Linked DNA regions of Mus musculus: regions 2 and 3 are each linked to region 1. Evidence: chromatin contacts called from public HiChIP or PLAC-seq and promoter capture Hi-C data. All regions are on one chromosome and are shown on one strand. The core of a region is the stretch at or near the end of the contact, and the rest is flanking DNA. Distances in the headings are between cores, read along the strand shown. Region 1 holds the start of Muc13 (mucin 13, epithelial transmembrane). Region 2 overlaps Snx4 (sorting nexin 4). Region 3 has its middle 10 kb from the start of Slc12a8.

What was found. Promoter capture Hi-C pulls out the DNA fragments that hold promoters and counts their contacts. HiChIP or PLAC-seq counts read pairs in DNA pulled down with a chosen protein or histone mark.
Region 2: a contact with region 1 is called in an H3K27ac HiChIP or PLAC-seq map of T-cell acute lymphoblastic leukemia, with 4 times the contacts expected there. The contact joins the enhancer-like site here to the promoter of Muc13 in region 1. A contact is called at or near these places in 13 of 39 promoter capture datasets (the 3T3-L1 cell line, the C10 cell line, the HPC-7 cell line and 8 more), 2 of 115 datasets of contacts at active chromatin or transcription factors (T-cell acute lymphoblastic leukemia and large pre-B cells) and 3 of 9 other capture datasets (adipose tissue, macrophages and pancreatic islet).
Region 3: a promoter capture Hi-C map of embryonic stem cells shows a contact between it and region 1, with 4 times the contacts expected there. The contact joins the enhancer-like site here to the promoter of Muc13 in region 1. A contact is called at or near these places in 17 of 39 promoter capture datasets (the 3T3-L1 cell line, 3T3-L1-derived adipocytes, the C10 cell line and 9 more), 1 of 15 datasets of contacts at CTCF or cohesin (large pre-B cells) and 4 of 9 other capture datasets (adipose tissue, liver, macrophages and 1 more).

Annotation. Positions count from the first base shown.
Region 1 is chr16:33,791,500-33,796,601 of GRCm38.p6, forward strand. It overlaps Muc13 (mucin 13, epithelial transmembrane), which reads left to right and starts at 2,990. Exons shown (of 12, transcript NM_001382834.1): 1 at 2,990-3,076. The coding sequence starts at 3,028. Gm15658 (a long non-coding RNA gene) reads right to left here and starts at 4,640. Exons shown (of 3, transcript XR_003951910.1): 1 at 4,246-4,640; 2 at 2,753-3,147.
Region 2 is chr16:33,281,247-33,286,348 of GRCm38.p6, forward strand. Snx4 (sorting nexin 4) reads left to right here. Exons shown (of 14, transcript NM_080557.2): 8 at 3,164-3,225; 9 at 4,741-4,806. Among named protein-coding and RNA genes, the nearest start is that of Snx4, 32 kb to the left of the region's middle. Within about 2 kb of position 2,120, at least 14 of the 459 cell types and tissues checked have an H3K27ac peak or open chromatin away from gene starts, as enhancers often do. A contact at or near this core is called in T-cell acute lymphoblastic leukemia, where this site is marked.
Region 3 is chr16:33,505,664-33,510,765 of GRCm38.p6, forward strand. No RefSeq gene overlaps it. Among named protein-coding and RNA genes, the nearest start is that of Slc12a8, 10 kb to the right of the region's middle. Within about 2 kb of position 2,583, at least 5 of the 459 cell types and tissues checked have an H3K27ac peak or open chromatin away from gene starts, as enhancers often do. A contact at or near this core is called in embryonic stem cells, where this site is marked.

The DNA.
Region 1 (5,102 bases), core at 1,740-4,239:
GAAGAGATAGATAGATGAGGGGTGGGGGGTAATGGGCTCTTGGGACTCCAAAACAAGAAGACAACAATTTAATCTATAATAGAAAAAACTTGGGGGCTGAAGAGATGGCTCAGTGGTTAAGAGCACTGACTGCTCTTCCGAAGGTTCAGAGTTCAAATCCCAGCAACCACTTGGTGGCTCACAACCATCCATAATGAGATCCAAAGCCTTCTTCTGGTGCATCTGAAGACAGCTACAGTGTACTTAGATATAATAATAAATAAATCTTTAGACCGCAGCGAGTGGGACTGACTGGAGAGAGCAGAGGTCCTGAATTCCCAGCAACCACATGATGATTCACAACCATCAGTACAGCTACAGTGTACTCACATACATTAAATAAATAAATAAATCTTTTTTAAAAAGAAGAAAGAACTTGGACTGGGATGAAGCTGAGTTGGTGGAGCACTTGGCTAGCACACATGAGACCCTGGGTTCAGTGCTAGACACTGATGAACCAGACGCGGTGGCAGAATGATACCTGTCTGTGCTCCTGGCACCTGGGAGATAGAGGTTGGAAGGTCAGAAGGTCAAGGCCATCCTCAGTCAACACAGACAATTAATTCCAGGACAGCCTGGGTAAGATGAGATCCTATCTCAAGTGTGTGTGTGTGTGTGTGTGTGTGTGCACGCAAATAAATAAAATACACAAATGATTTGAACAGATAACTTAGAGAGGGAGACACAAACGCCTAAAATAAGCACATGAAATAATTTTCAACATCCTTTGTCATCAGGAGATGTAAACTAAAACTAGATTGAGAAACTACTACCTAATGGTGTGCCTCTGTGCCCAAGCCAGTGTGGCTCCAGAAGTCCTAGACAGTGCTGGCAGAGAGGGTTAGGGGTTCTGGGGTGGCCCACCTTTGTGGCCAAGCCGGCCAGTCCTTAGTAGCCCTGGTAAGCTCCAGGATCACCCACACTGGGGTTAAACCCACACCACTGTGTCCATCTTTTAACATGGATGCCGGGGTCTTGACCGGGTGCTGACTACACTCACACCCCTCTCCCAGCCTCTTTATCATAGTCCTCTTATTTTTTAATATTAATTTTTATTATCTTTAAGACTGTGTGTACATGCCTGCCAGAGGTGTGGATTCCCCTGGAACCTGAGTTACAGGATCAGTTGGGAGCCACCTGGCCGGCGCGTTGAAAGCAGAACACCTGTCATCTGCAAAACCAGGAAGTACTTTTAACCTCTAAGCCGTGTCTTCAGCCCCCTATCGTAGTCTTGAGTGGAGACCCTGGGGACAATAGGAGCTTCTGAGCATTAATATGATTTTTAGATTGAGAACAGAGTTAAGGGTCAGGTTAAAGGACGTGGGGATGGTTGGTGTATCTTCCTCTGGGTGGGGCTGGATCTCAGGAAAGGACTGGATTAAGCAAGCCTTATCAGGTGACAGAGCTGGCTCCTGAGATGGTGGGAGCTCTAGGGTGGGAGAACAAAGGGTTGAGGCAGTGATGCGTGAGCACACATTGAACCCCCAGGTGACAGGGGATAATGACTAAAGGACCCTTTGTGCCAACTCCCATTGAGGAGGACTTCACTCTATTCCCCTAAGTTTTCAGACAGACAGCTCTTCTGAGATCAGTGTCCTGCTTCGGTGACTGACAAGCCCCTCTGGAGAAAGTCTTAGGAGAAGGGGCGCTGGTATGCCTTGTTTCTTCTCTAGAAAGCCCTGTCTCTACCCAGGGCCGTGGACAGAAGGCAGAGCTGAGCGCAGAATGATCGACCAGTAACAATGGGCCTGCTTTGCCAGGAGGAAGCAGCCTTCCTTCTCTTTGTGGGCCTCAACAAAGCTGTCACCCCCACCTCCCTTCTTCCCTTCCCTTTTTTTTAATAGAGAGGAAGGAATGCTTTTAAAAAGTGACTATGATGCCATTCACATGGTGATTGTTCTGTTGCTGTTTGTTTGATTTTATTGTTTTGTTTTGTTTTTTAAAGACAGTCTTAACTAGGCAACCCTGGCCGGCCTGGAACTCTCTCTGTAGAGTAGGCTGGCCTTGAACTCACAGAGATCTGTCTGTCTCTTCTGCTTCCCAAGTTTTCTCTTTGCTTGTGGAATTTCAAATTGGCCTCTGTTAAAATTGGACCCACGACAGACGGTGGGCCAAGGTGGTTATGGGAAAGGGAGCCTACCGTCAATAACCTTCAAGCCTGCTTCTAATAGGAGCATGACAACTGGGGTCTATGTCCAGTTAAAGTGATATGTGAGATGGAGGGAAGCTTGGAAACGTTAGCTCTAGAAGTTTCTAGAAGTGACCATTAGGAAAAGCCCAGTGTGGGAGTCCACAGCAAAAGATGACACAAGTCAAGTCATAAATAGTTGGAGAAAACATGAAAGGACTTTTCAGGTATTCTTGGAACAGCAGGTAGAGAAAATAGAATTCTTTGCAGTCAAATGGTGGGGAGTTGGGGAGGGGAGGGCCCAGAAGATGACTCAGAGTTAAAGGCATCTGCCACTAAGCCTGATGACCTGAATTCCATCCCATGATCCCACATGGTGAAGGGTCAAGAATCAACCCTTCCCACCATCCTCTGGCAGCTACATGAGCACTGTGGTGTGCACACACAAAATAAGAAGGGGTCAGAGGTAAGGCAATCATCGTTCTCGGCTAGATTACTGAGTGTTTAGAGAGACAGTAGTAGGCTCTGGGGAGGCGATAGGTCTACCATTCCCAAGATATAGAGAGATTAGCTGAATACACTCACCTTTGACCTTGCAAGGATTTCTAAAGAGAACTCAGACTTCTACAGTTGTCCTGGACTTTGAGTCAAGGATATCAACCTGAAGCTGGGCTCAAGTGACCTGACTCTGAGGTTGGAAGCAGCCCATGCTGTACGACCAGAGACCAGATCCTGACCACGAATTGCCTTTGCCTCTATCAGTTAATGAGTGGACTTCGGACTTGAAAGACAGTTAAAACTCCAGGCAGCGAAGGAGAGGACACATTTCCTCCTTGGATTATCAAGCAAGAGCAGCTACCATGAAAGGCTTCCTGCTTCTCTCTCTCAGTCTCCTTTTGGTGACCGTGGGTAAGAAACTCCTTTTTTGTTATTTTGTGGTTGCTTCTGTAACTTGATAAGTTGAATTGGTATCGTAGTCTCTGAAACAGAAACAGCAGGCTTGATCCTACAACTTTTTAAAGTGGCTGCTAGTCTTGACTTGGGGCCATTTCTTGACTAGCTCAGCTCGGAGATGCTGACATTTTCATCTGTGACCCCCAAGACAGCAGAGGCAAAAGAAGTCTATGGCTGACATTGGGACACAGCAGGGCAGAGGTTTGTCTGAAGTTGGATAAAGATGACTCAGTCGTGCAAGGATGAGGTTAGCAAGCTGGATCTAGATCTGTTCCTGTGATCATCAGAGAGTCAGACCTGGAGGGGTCGGGGATATGTCTGTTTTCACCAACACTTGAAACTGGGGATCTCTGGCCAAAAAGAGCAATCCCAGTGGGGGTTAGAGCCCCTACAGGTGTTCTTCTTCTGGACTAGGGAGAGTTTATCTGGGTTTGAGTAGGTAAGGAATTTGTCCCCCACCCCACCCCATTCTGAGAGAAATCCAGATCTAGACGTCAAATGCAAGAAAGGAATAAGGCATTGGAGGCAGTGGAAGGGGGAAGAGAAATTGAGTTCAATGTAAAGGACCACTTGACTTGCTTTGTTTGGGGGATGGAATCTCGTGCTACCAAGGTTAAACTGAACTCTCCATACAGTAGATGAACTTCTGATCCAACTGCCTTGGAGTGCTGGGTTATAGGTATGAGCCAACATACATGGCAAGATAGGAGCTTTTGAAACCTCTTACTACATTTAATTACCATACATGTGGAGGACATCGGACAACTCCCAGAAAGTGGTTTCTCTCCTCCCACCCCCTGAGTGAGATTGAACACAGCCGGCCAGCCTTGGCAGCAGGCTTCTTTTCTTTCTTTCTTTTTTTTCTTCTTAATTTTTTTATTATTTAAATGCATTTTATACATCAAACACATTAATAATATTGAGTATTTTGAGAATCAAATAACATTAAAAATGTGTTCAACTTTTATATTCATATCCTTTCATACCCTAAAAATATCATTAATGGATATTTAATACTATCCATAAGCAAACTTCTTTCTTTATTCCCTGGACCAATATTTTTTTTTTGATCTGCTTTTAAGATTGGGGGAGAAGAGCTGTCCTAAGAGGAGGGTAGGCCTCACCAGATCTCCTCTGCCAAGCCTGGGTGCTGTGGCCAAGTCTTCAGGTCCCAATTAGAACTGATAAGATCTACGTGATTTTCTGGAGTCACCATGAAGAAGAAATGCCTTCTGTAAGACATAAGGGTACTGAGAAGGGAATCCTTTGCTGGGAAGGCTTGGGGAAATGGCTAGAGGTTAGAGAATTCGTAGTCATGGATCTCAAGGTACCTTAGAGGTGTAGAAAGGAGACTTGGGCCAGAGAATTCCCCCAGCAGGGTACAGGAGCAGGCTCCACACTTCAGAGCTTGGTAGGCAGGGATCCAAATACAGTGTAGTCGGTTACTAGCTGTGGTTTCTCCTTCCGTAATAACAGAGGAGACAGCCCACAGCAGGAAGCTTAGGCTCACAGCACTGTATCTGCCATCGGATCCAATATTTAAACATTTGTGTTTGCTCTTGCTTGCGTATGTTCCATGTCGGTCTCAGCAGTTGAGGACAGGAGGTGGATCTTATACACCTTCCACCTGTCTCACCCAGAAATGTCATAAGGACTTCCTGAACAATGAGGACATGCTCAGATGACATCTTAAGCCCCCTCAGGATCCATTTGCCAGCGTTTTGCTTCCCCTGAGCACTAGGGCTCCTCTTTCCCATGGCATCTAGTGAGAGCCAGCATCTCTTACTATTGAGGACTTCTGTCTGTCAGAAGCATTTTAGTATGGCTCTCAGCTAGCATTGGGTACCATGTGCTCTGGGCAGATGGTGGTCCTAGAGTGTTCTCCAGAAAAGAACCCATAAAAAGAACTTTTTTTTCTCATTTAAGTCAATAGTTGGCACCCTATAGTTGATCTATAGCTGTAGGGTTATTACTGTGGTGT
Region 2 (5,102 bases), core at 870-3,369, 510 kb before region 1:
ATTCCACATAATAGGGGCTGGAGAGATGGCTTAGCAGTTAAGAGCACTGACTGCTCTTCCGAAGGTCCTGAATTCAAATCCCAGCAACCACATGGTGGCTCACAACCATCTGTAATGGAATCCGATGCTCTCTTCTGGTGCATCTGAAGACAGCTACAGTGTACTTATGTATAATAATAAATAAATCTTTTTTTTTAATTCCAAATAATCTTACATAAGGTACTAGTCTGCAATGACAAAAGGGTTAAGGAGCAAGCACTGTGCTTGGACATGCATTGTAATGCAAGTGGGGAAAAGTATTTTTCAGTAAATAGAGTGCCTGGAAGCTTGTCATCCGATCTTCTCAGAACCTGAGACAGGTTCACCAGGGCTGGGGTCATATCACATGTTGACTGAAATCCTCCTGAGATGGAATATATTGAATATAAAAGAGCCCACCAACATGACAAATCACATCATGGTGTGAGCATGTTAAAGATCCCAGGAAGCCAGAGCCCGGGGAGAGGGCCCCCTTGCTCAGTTTTTTAACAGTCCATTCTCAGTGTGCATTTGCTGGGGTCCCATAATAATTAAGTCCTTTCAGAGTTATTGTCCCTAGTGATCTTCTTCTTATGAGGCCTCACACACTTTATTGAAAACCAAGATTCTAACACACTAAGCCATAACAGAAACTGTCAAACCATAATAGATTCCTTAATATACTGTAAAATGCTAAGTAAAGAAAGTCACACTGGAGTGACTATTATCTTACTAGTTGGAAGCAAGAACTGAATATTAGAAAGGATTTTAAGTTGATGAGCTGAAATTTCTAGATCTTTCATGACTTTGAAATTCCACACATTAAGTATGAGTTATTGTGAAGTTCTGACAATATCAGTGGGACCATGTGATATCTTCTGATTAACTTGGTTTTTGGAACAGTTCTGAAATTAGGAGGAAGGGCATGAGACATGGAGAGTAACAGCAGGACAAGACATAGGGATGGAAGGCTAAAGGCCCACACGAACATAGGCTTGAAACCATACAGAAAGCCCCTGGGACTTGCCTTTTCCTAAAGCTAGTGTCAGCTGTAGAAGATGGCTCAGATCAGTGGACCCCTTTGCCAAACCTCTGTCTCCAAAACATTGCACTTCATAACAGTAGCAAAATACAGTTATAAAGTAACAGCAACGATAATTTTATTGTTGGAGGTCACCACCACATGGGGAACTGTATTAAAGCGTCACAGCATCAGGAAGGCTGAGAAGCACTGGCTCAGATGTTTAAGGTTGGTGGTGGTGCACACCTTTAATTTCAGCGCTTGGGAGGCAGAGGCAGGTGGATCTTTATGAATTTGAGGCTAGCCTAGTCTACAGAGTGAGTTCCAAGATAGCCAGGGTACACAGAGGGGAAAAAGGAAGAAAGAAATGAAAGGAAAAATAGAAGTGTCACCTTTTGTGTTGGGGAAAGTTCTTTTAGGACTGCTGGGTATGAGTTAAGTACTTAAGTCGAGCAGAGCTCCTTAGGCAGAGCAGGTGGCCTGAGAGCCAAGAAGGGTTGAAACTGGTCTTTGCTGTTCACACCAGGCAAATACTGGAACCTTCTAGGATTTATTTTCTAAAAAGGAGAGTGGTACTTGCCCATCACATTGTGGGTGCTAACGCTTCTTACATGGATGAATGCCTTGTACTGATTAAAGCCCTATAAGGTCATTTTTATTTTGTAAGCTAACACAAAGGAATCAAAACTTTTTCTTGACCATTGTTTGTGCACTGTCCTTTGTGGAAGGTCCTTTTATTCTCATTTTATATAATATGAAACACAATGAAGTTAATAAACTCTAGTACTGCTCAGTAGACAAATACAGGGATCCAGAATGAGACTGTGAGCCTGCCTTAAGAGCCCATGCTCTTAGCCACCTGCAGATATATCTGGACAAAAGATGGGAAGAAAACTGACACTTGCTGAGTCACCCTGGTTGGCACATCAAGTGAGGGAGAACATGCCCTTATCTCCTAAAGATACAATGTAAAGATTTGGAGTACTCTGATGTAGTCTCACAGCTCTACATAACAGCTGCACTCCGGGCTGGGGAGATGACTCAGGGCAGGAGCACTTGTTGCTGTTGTGGAAGACCCAGTAGGTTACCAGCAACCAGACAGTGGCTCATAACCATGTGTAACTCTAGTTCCTCTTCTATACTGTGCAGTATATACATATGTGTATGCAGAATATACATGTGGTGCACAGACATACATATAGGCAGAACACATACATATAAATAAATCTTTTCAAGAAACAACTGAACTCATACTTGTTTAGCATATTTCTGTTTCCTATTGCACTCTCTTGCTTCTTCTCCAGATGGAATCACATTTTAATATAACCTTGCTAGTATTCTAAAAACACAAGTTTACTCTGCTAGCATTTTAAAGATGTAAATTATAGTTATTGACATCATATAAGTATTTTATAATTGTTTGTAAATATGGTAATATTTGCAGCTCAATCGGAGAGGGCGGCAGGAGAGGATCATGCACAGCTCCTTTGGAAACCATTTCTATCAGGAGTCTTTTTTTTTTTTGAGGCAGGGTCTCACTATGGAGACTAAGCTGGCCTAGGGCTCAGTCTGTAGAGTAACTAGGCTGTCTTTGAACTCACAGAGATGCACTTGCCTCTGCCCCTCTAATGCTGGAATTAGAGGTGTGTGCCACCAGGCTCAGCTAGGAGTTTTAAGTCTCAGAATCTCTGAAATATGTTGGGAGACTTAGAGGAGAAAAAACTGTGTGTGTCCGCCATCTAATGGCACGTCACATTTTCTTTTCCATTGTCTCCTCTTCCCCTTCAGAAAGGTTATCTGCATTTTAGCTCCAGCTACAAGAACTTAAGACTCTGATTTAATACAGCTGTTGGATGTGTTGCTAAAGCTAGTGCTAACATGCTGGGCAGACTCCTGCTTCTCTTGCTATCAGAACTGTAGAAGGGGTAATTAGCAACTGATAAAAAGTACTGGGAACACCAAGTAAATACATGGTGTATTTGTGTTTGATGGGCTCTTGGAGATTATTTTCTTGGTTTATTATACTAAGCATGATTTTCTTCATCTCAAAATGAATATGAATTTTTTAAAAAAGTAATCTATATATGATTTCAACCTAATACTAATTTCTGTTAAATATTTCAGAGAGTAGCAGATCGACTCTATGGTGTATATAAAGTACATGGGAATTATGGGAGAGTTTTTAGGTAAGTATCATATGAGTATAAACATTTAGCTCCAATTAGCTTTTTGGCTTAAAAAAAGTATTTTAAAGCTTTTATAGTGTATGAGTTGTTAGAATATATATCTAACTTTGTGTGGTCGGGTGCACATGTTGGGAGGTGTGCACATGTTGAGAGGTGTGCACGTGTGTAGAAGCCAGAGGTTCCCACTGGATATCTTCTGATCACTCTCTACCTCATCATTGAGGGAGGTTCTCTTACGTAATCTAGAGCACACCGGTTTGGATTAGTCTAGCTAGCCAGCTTTCACTGGGAATCCTCTTTTCCTCCCTCCCAAGTGCTGGGGTCACAGACAGGCTGTCATAGTGAATGTGTGCTAGCTGTCCACACTCTGGTCCTTGGGCTTACATTTCCCTAGACTCCTGATGCTTTGAGAACCCTGTAGCTATGGCTGGCCTGGAACCTCTTATATTGTAGCTCAGGCTTATCTCAGGCTTAAAACAATTCCCCTATCTCTGACTCGAAGTGTTGAGATTTACAGCCATGTTTTATTGTGCCTGACAGAACAGTATTCAATGATGTCCTGAAGCAACAGCTTTCACTTTTCAAATAAATATTTTTATTTTAAAGGCATCTGTAAACAAAAAAGTGGGGAGGAAATTCTGTATACTGGGTGAGATTCCTGACTGGAGGGGCACAAGGCCTTTTACTTTCTCTGTTGATTGTCTGGGGAGAGTCACTAGAAACTGCTACCTAATAGAATTGGATACTTTCTCTTTCTTTTACTTTATTATTTTATAATATATGAAGACTTTGGCAAGAGGAGTGTTTCAGTGGTTAGCGTAAAGGCTGGAGGTGTAGCTCAGGGGTAGGACAGTTGTCTAGTTGTCTGAGGCCCTGGGCTCCGTCCTCAGTACCAAACTCAGGAGTATATGGATATATATGTGTATGACTTTCCTATCTTGGTTACTTAAATCATCTTTAATACTTTTTAATTTATTTTATATTGGGGTGTTTTGCTGTGTATGTACATGTGTACCGCCTGTGTGCCTCGTGCCTATGGAGACTAGAAGTTCCTCTGGAACTAGGGTTTGTGGCCTTCATGTGGGTGCTGGGACTCATCCCTAGGTCATTAGAGACATGATCTTACTGTGTAGCCCTGGCTGGCCTGGAACTCACTATGTACCCCAGGCTGGCCTTCAATTTTTCCTGTAGTCAGAGATGACTTTGAACTTCAGCCTTTCTAGTGCTAGGACTACAGGATGTGCTCCCACATTAGTTAGGATGGTACTGAGAATCACACTTGGGGTTTGGAGCAAGATAGGCAGGTATTCTACCAACTGAGATACTCCCTAGCTCTGCGTGCTTATGTTCTTACCTTTAATTATTAAAATTTAAGGAAAACCAATGGACTTGCATCACAGACAGTAAATCCAAATATGAGTCCTAGCTAGAAAAGGATCTTGTGACCCATTCCATTGAATAATATTCCATAGAGCTAGTTCATGGTATTTTTGTTCTTTCTTTCTTTTCTTCTAGTGAATGGAGTGCCATCGAAAAAGAAATGGGGGATGGGCTGCAGAGTGCTGGGCATCACATGGACGTGTGAGTACCTGGGGCTAAGAGCTGGGCCTGCTCGGGGTGGGGACTGCTTGCCCTCTGATCTCTGTCAAGTTTTATAGAAACATTTTGCATATATAGATAGAACTTGTTCTTCTCAGGAATGCAAGGTTAGTTAATACATGTGTTTCAAGACTGGTCTAATTCATGTAGTGACAGAAGAAAGATAAAAATCTGTATTTGCATTTCAGTGTCTACAGAAACGTTATTTGACACACTTTAACACTGTCAATAATAAACATTTTCAAGATGGTCCTTCACCTCCCAGTCTCTGCTGCCAT
Region 3 (5,102 bases), core at 1,333-3,832, 290 kb before region 1:
TTCTTTAGGAAAGACTTCCAACAGCAAGAACAGTGATGGTGAGTGATGGCTTTAAATGAGCCAGCCTCATGTGGTTCTCATTGAGGACTGTGCTGAGACTTGACATACAAACACATCACTATTAAGCCTCAACCCTTTCTTATTCATCCCCAAGATCTAAATAAAAGTCCCACAGTCTTTGCAAATTCTTAAAATTTCAATCCCTTTACAATATCCAATCTCTTTTAAAATTCAAAGTCTTTACAATTAAAAGTCTCTTGACTGTGGGCGCCACTAAAAAAACCTTCCTCGGAGAGGGGAAAATGTCAGGGCACAGTCACAATCAAAAGCAAAATCAAACTCCATCTGTCCAATGTCTGGGATCCACTCACGACTTTCTGAGCTCCTCCAAGGGCTTGGGTCACTTCTCCAGCTCTGCCCTTTGTAGCACACACCTTGTCTTCTAGGCTCCAGATGCCTGTACTCCACTGCTGCTGCTGTTCTTGGTGGTCATTCATGGTACTGGCATCTCCAAAACGCTGCCGTCTTCCGCTATAACTAGGCTTCACCAATAACTTCTCATAGGCTCTCTTCATGGTGCCAAGCCTTAAATCCTTTGCATGATCCCTTCAGTCCTGGGACATCTACTGCAACTGAGGCTGCACCTTCACCATTGGCCATGGCCTCTCACAGTGCCGAGCCTCCGCTTCTCTTCATGACCACTTCATGCCTTCAAAACCAGTACCACCTAGGTGACTCTTATACATTACCAGGTCCTGCTGCAACACAAGGTACAACCTTGGCTATCTCTGGACATAGCCTCTTTGAGCTCTCATAAAACACTTCCCAGAAGATTTCACGTCAGTGATGCTGGTCTCTTCTTAATCACCGCTAATTTCTTAGCTCCAGCTAACCAGCATCAATAGTCCCAGCAAAGTTTTTGCTTTAGTAGTTCTGGTATCTTGTTAATCACAGCTGATTCTTCAGCCACAGCTAACCAGAAACACAGAATCTTCACAATCAAAACAGCAATGGCCTTGGTAAGAGTCTTCAATCTTCCCTCTGAAATTTCACAAGCCAAGCCTCCATCTTCTGCACTGTTCCTTCCACAGTTCTCCCCAAAACATAGTCAAGTTGTCACAGGAATATCCCACTATCCTGTTACCTATAAAACATCATGACCAAAAAGCAAGCCAGTAACTCCCCTCCATGCCCTCTGCATCAGCTCCTGCTTCCTGACCTACTTGAGTTCCAGTCCTGACTTCCTTTGGTGATGAACAGCAGTGTGGAAGTGTAAGCTGAGTAAACCCTTTCCTCCCCAACTTGCTTCTTGTAGCAACATAGAAGAAACAAGCAGAAAGACTATAAAAGTAGGGGAATAAGTAAATAAGAGTGGACATCTGAAATTTCTCACATCTGTTTGGAAGTGGATTTTTTTTCTTTTTTCTAATTTTTAAGTTGATTCATCATTTAACTCCCACCCCACCCTTGCTACTCCTTTGTTTTCATCTTGTGGCTCCGCCCTACATGTCCCAGGAACATGCTAAAGAGCTGAGGTAAGCTATAGGATGCCCTGCCTCATTAAGGTTATTTGTGTGTTTTTAAGTAATGGTAGTTCAAAAGAAAAAAAAAAATGCAACTATTAACCTCTCCCTGAGCGAAGATCAGGGACCCATGGGTTAATTTGTAAGCTTCTCAGAGGTGTTTAGTTCATAGCCTCACTCAAGCTGCCTCCCATAAACACCGGTGTGTAAGTGGTGAGTACACATTTTGCATGGTAGAGAAGGTATTAAAGGTGCTGTTTGAATTCATCCAAAGTGGCATTTCGATGAGGCCATGATTAGGTAGGAAAAAAATGCTAGAATTCAGCACGTGATGCAAGCTTCGTGATGCAAGCTTCTAAACAGGATTCCCCAAAGGACATGCTAGAGTCAGCTAGATGTGGAATATACCTGTAATCCCAGCATTCTTGATGCTGCTGCTGCTAGTGATTTTGAGTTCAAGGCCAGCCTGAACTTCACAGAGAGAAAACAAAGATTCAGAGGTTACTGGGAAAGTAAGGCTCTTCTTAAAACATGTTGGGCCTGTTTCCCAAACCTTGGTGTGAAAAGGGACAGAGCGTCAGGCCAGGTCAAACCATGCTCCAGCTGAGCAGAACATCATTAGAATAGAGAGAGGTGAGAGCAGGAGGGCCAGGCCTCCATCTATGGTCCATTGGCCCCGGCCCTTTCCCAGATGCAAGGGGACAAAGGAAGAAGCAAACCCCCTGGCTCCTAGGTAGAAACAACTTTGCTCCATGCTGGATTTGGTTCAATGTGCTTTGTATCCTATAATCAGTCAGAATGTCAGCTTATAGTGGGGGCAGTCTTGTGAATGCTACTTTAATCCTTTGAAATCCTCCTTCCCTTTACCACAACCATAGCCCAGGCCAACCCAGACTTATCTGGGTTACTGCCAGTTTCTGCATACCCACACTTGTCGACTCTAGTCCTTGCTCTAGATGGAAGCCTTTCCGAAGTTTCTCAGCTGAGTCCGGACTGGCTGTGCCCCTTACCTTAGTCCTACAGTTGTCTGCTGCCTGGTACCACCCTCCCTGAGGAAGGCTTGTTGCGGCTAGCCCTGGGGCTAATTATATTTGGTGTTAATTCCATTCTCTTGTAAGTGGCTGTGGTCAAGGAATGAGTCAGCACTCAGGTGATTTCCTGTAAACCTGCTTCCCACCTTAATTTGTAAAATAAAGAAGAGATGGTGATTGGGCAGAGAAAGGGGAAAAAGAAAGGAGAGGAGAGGGGGAAAGGGAAAGTGAGAGAGGAAAGAAGGAGAAAAAGGAAGAGGGAGAGGACACAGAGGAGGTGGAAGAAGAAGAAAAGTGGAGCACATAGCCTGGAGAAACCGCAAGTTTTAAGGGGTCTCATAGATGTGGAAGATGATAGTGTAGTGGTAGATCTGCCCAATCTAGGTGCACAGCACGTATTCATATTGATTGTGTTGTTTTTTCATTGCCAGGGCATATTTGGGATGGAGAGTTTTACTGGAACAAAATGGCACCCAACATTATTGATTTGAATTCAACTAACCTGAGATAAATAGGGAATATTAGTTACTGACTCCAAGTAGAGACAGCAGTGATAATGGCCTGCTCTGAACAGGTATTAATTAGTAAATGTCTGTGGCTCCAGGTAGAGAGCACGGCAGACAGGATGGCTGCTCCAGGCAGAGAGCTTATTAATTATAAGCTATCTGCTTCCTATAGGCAGATATTAGTGGAAGTTTGAATTAATTGCTTTAAAGATGGTATAAAGATATACTGCTCTAATAATTCTTAAAGTATACTCATATTCTGTCTAACGTGGGCTCCATGTGAATTTTGGGTTTAAATCCTGGTTTGTCAAGCTGCCTCTTAGAAGCAGGTATGGAAAGGAAAAGAAAGGAAAGGAGAGGAGAGGGAAGGGGAGGGGAGGGGAGGGGAGAGGGGAGGGGAGGGGAAGGGAGGGGAGGGGGAGAGGGGAAAAGGAAAGGGAAGGGGAGAGGGGAAAAGGAAAGGGAAGAGGAGAGGGGAAAAGGAAAGGGAAGAGGAGAGGGGAAAAGGAAAGGAAAGAGAAGAGGGGAAAAGGAAAGGAAAGAGGAGAGGGGGAAAGGAAAGGAGAGGAAAATAGAAGTGTGAATCAATTGTTTTAAAGATGGTATAATAAAGTCTGCAGGAGACTCATATTCTGTCTAACATGTGCTCCACAGGAATTATGGGGTAATATCCTGACATGACGAATTAGAAAGGCCTAAGTAGGCTAAAATGTGTGTGATTTTGAGTAATGTGGTTGTTTTATTGTTCCTCTGGGACAGAGGGCAAGCTACATGTTTTCCTGGTTACTGGCTGAAGGATATGCTGATTTGGGGAAAAGGTTCTGTCTTTGTGTTTTTGGAAAAGGTGATCGAGGTATTTACACATTCCAGAGTTATATGGATCAGATTTGATAGAGGAAGACCCTCTAAAGAACTAGATTCCAGAGAATCAAACAAAAAGGTTATTTTGATGATGCTAAAATTTTGTTTTCAGATTTATACATTATAAAATATACAATACAGCCTTGGTGAATTTCATCGTCAGACATGCCAAGCTGACCTGCCTGAACTCCTGATGTCTTAGATTTTCATCTAGATCCAGTCAGGACACAGACATCAGAGACTAATATAGTCATTGGTGTGGCCTTCTTAAGGCCAACCAAATTCCCTATTTCCCTACCCTTTCCCCTCCCTTCAAATTATCTCAACGCCCATATTCAGCTTGAAGAAGTTAGAAGAGTTGTCGTCCCAGTTCCCTAAGCTTTGGGACTGGGAGTGGTTATTATAGGTTGGTTTTGATACTAAAAATTTTGAAGTACAGGGCTTGGATCCAGTCCTTCTATTGCTGTTATTATAAACAGATCTGAGATGTTTAAGCCTGTGAGTTAAGGGCCAAATATGAAATTCATGGCTCTGAGTTTATTGTTAGGGGGTTTTCAGTTATTTTAATTAGAATGGCTGAGAGTAGTTAACAGAGAACAGTCTAGATTACATAGATAGTGTTTTTCAAAAACGTCAGAAGTCCACAGAATGTGACATTTAATGTTATTTAGTCACTTGTTGTTGTGACTAGTCTGCTCCTGACAGTTTTCTCTGTCTTGGATTCAAAGAAGAAGCTGAACATCTTTGAGTTACTCTAGTTGTGTCGAAACAGCCACTAGGCAAGAATTGCCTCATTCATCTATAGGCATAATACTGTCCAAAGAAAGGACACAATTACAGGTTAGGACGGCTTGATTCTGCCGAGACAGAATAGGCTAGTCCTTAATATTCCTGTTTCTCTAAGTCTGTCAGATGACCCTGGCCAGTAGGCTGAACACCGATGCTCTAACGCGTTGAAGTAAGGGACTGTCCAAGTGACCAGTGGTCTCTATAAATTGGCTAAATTTTGGAAGGTGTGTTAGGCTTTCTATATATTTTCAGTTGATACCAGTCATTCTTGGATTTCTAATGGAGTTGAAAAACTACATAGTCTCCTAGGCAACCCAGGCTTTTTACTTGGAGAGGAACAGGTTTGAGGGGATGGTTTTCAGATGGCATTCAATCTAAAGCGAAGACAGCCA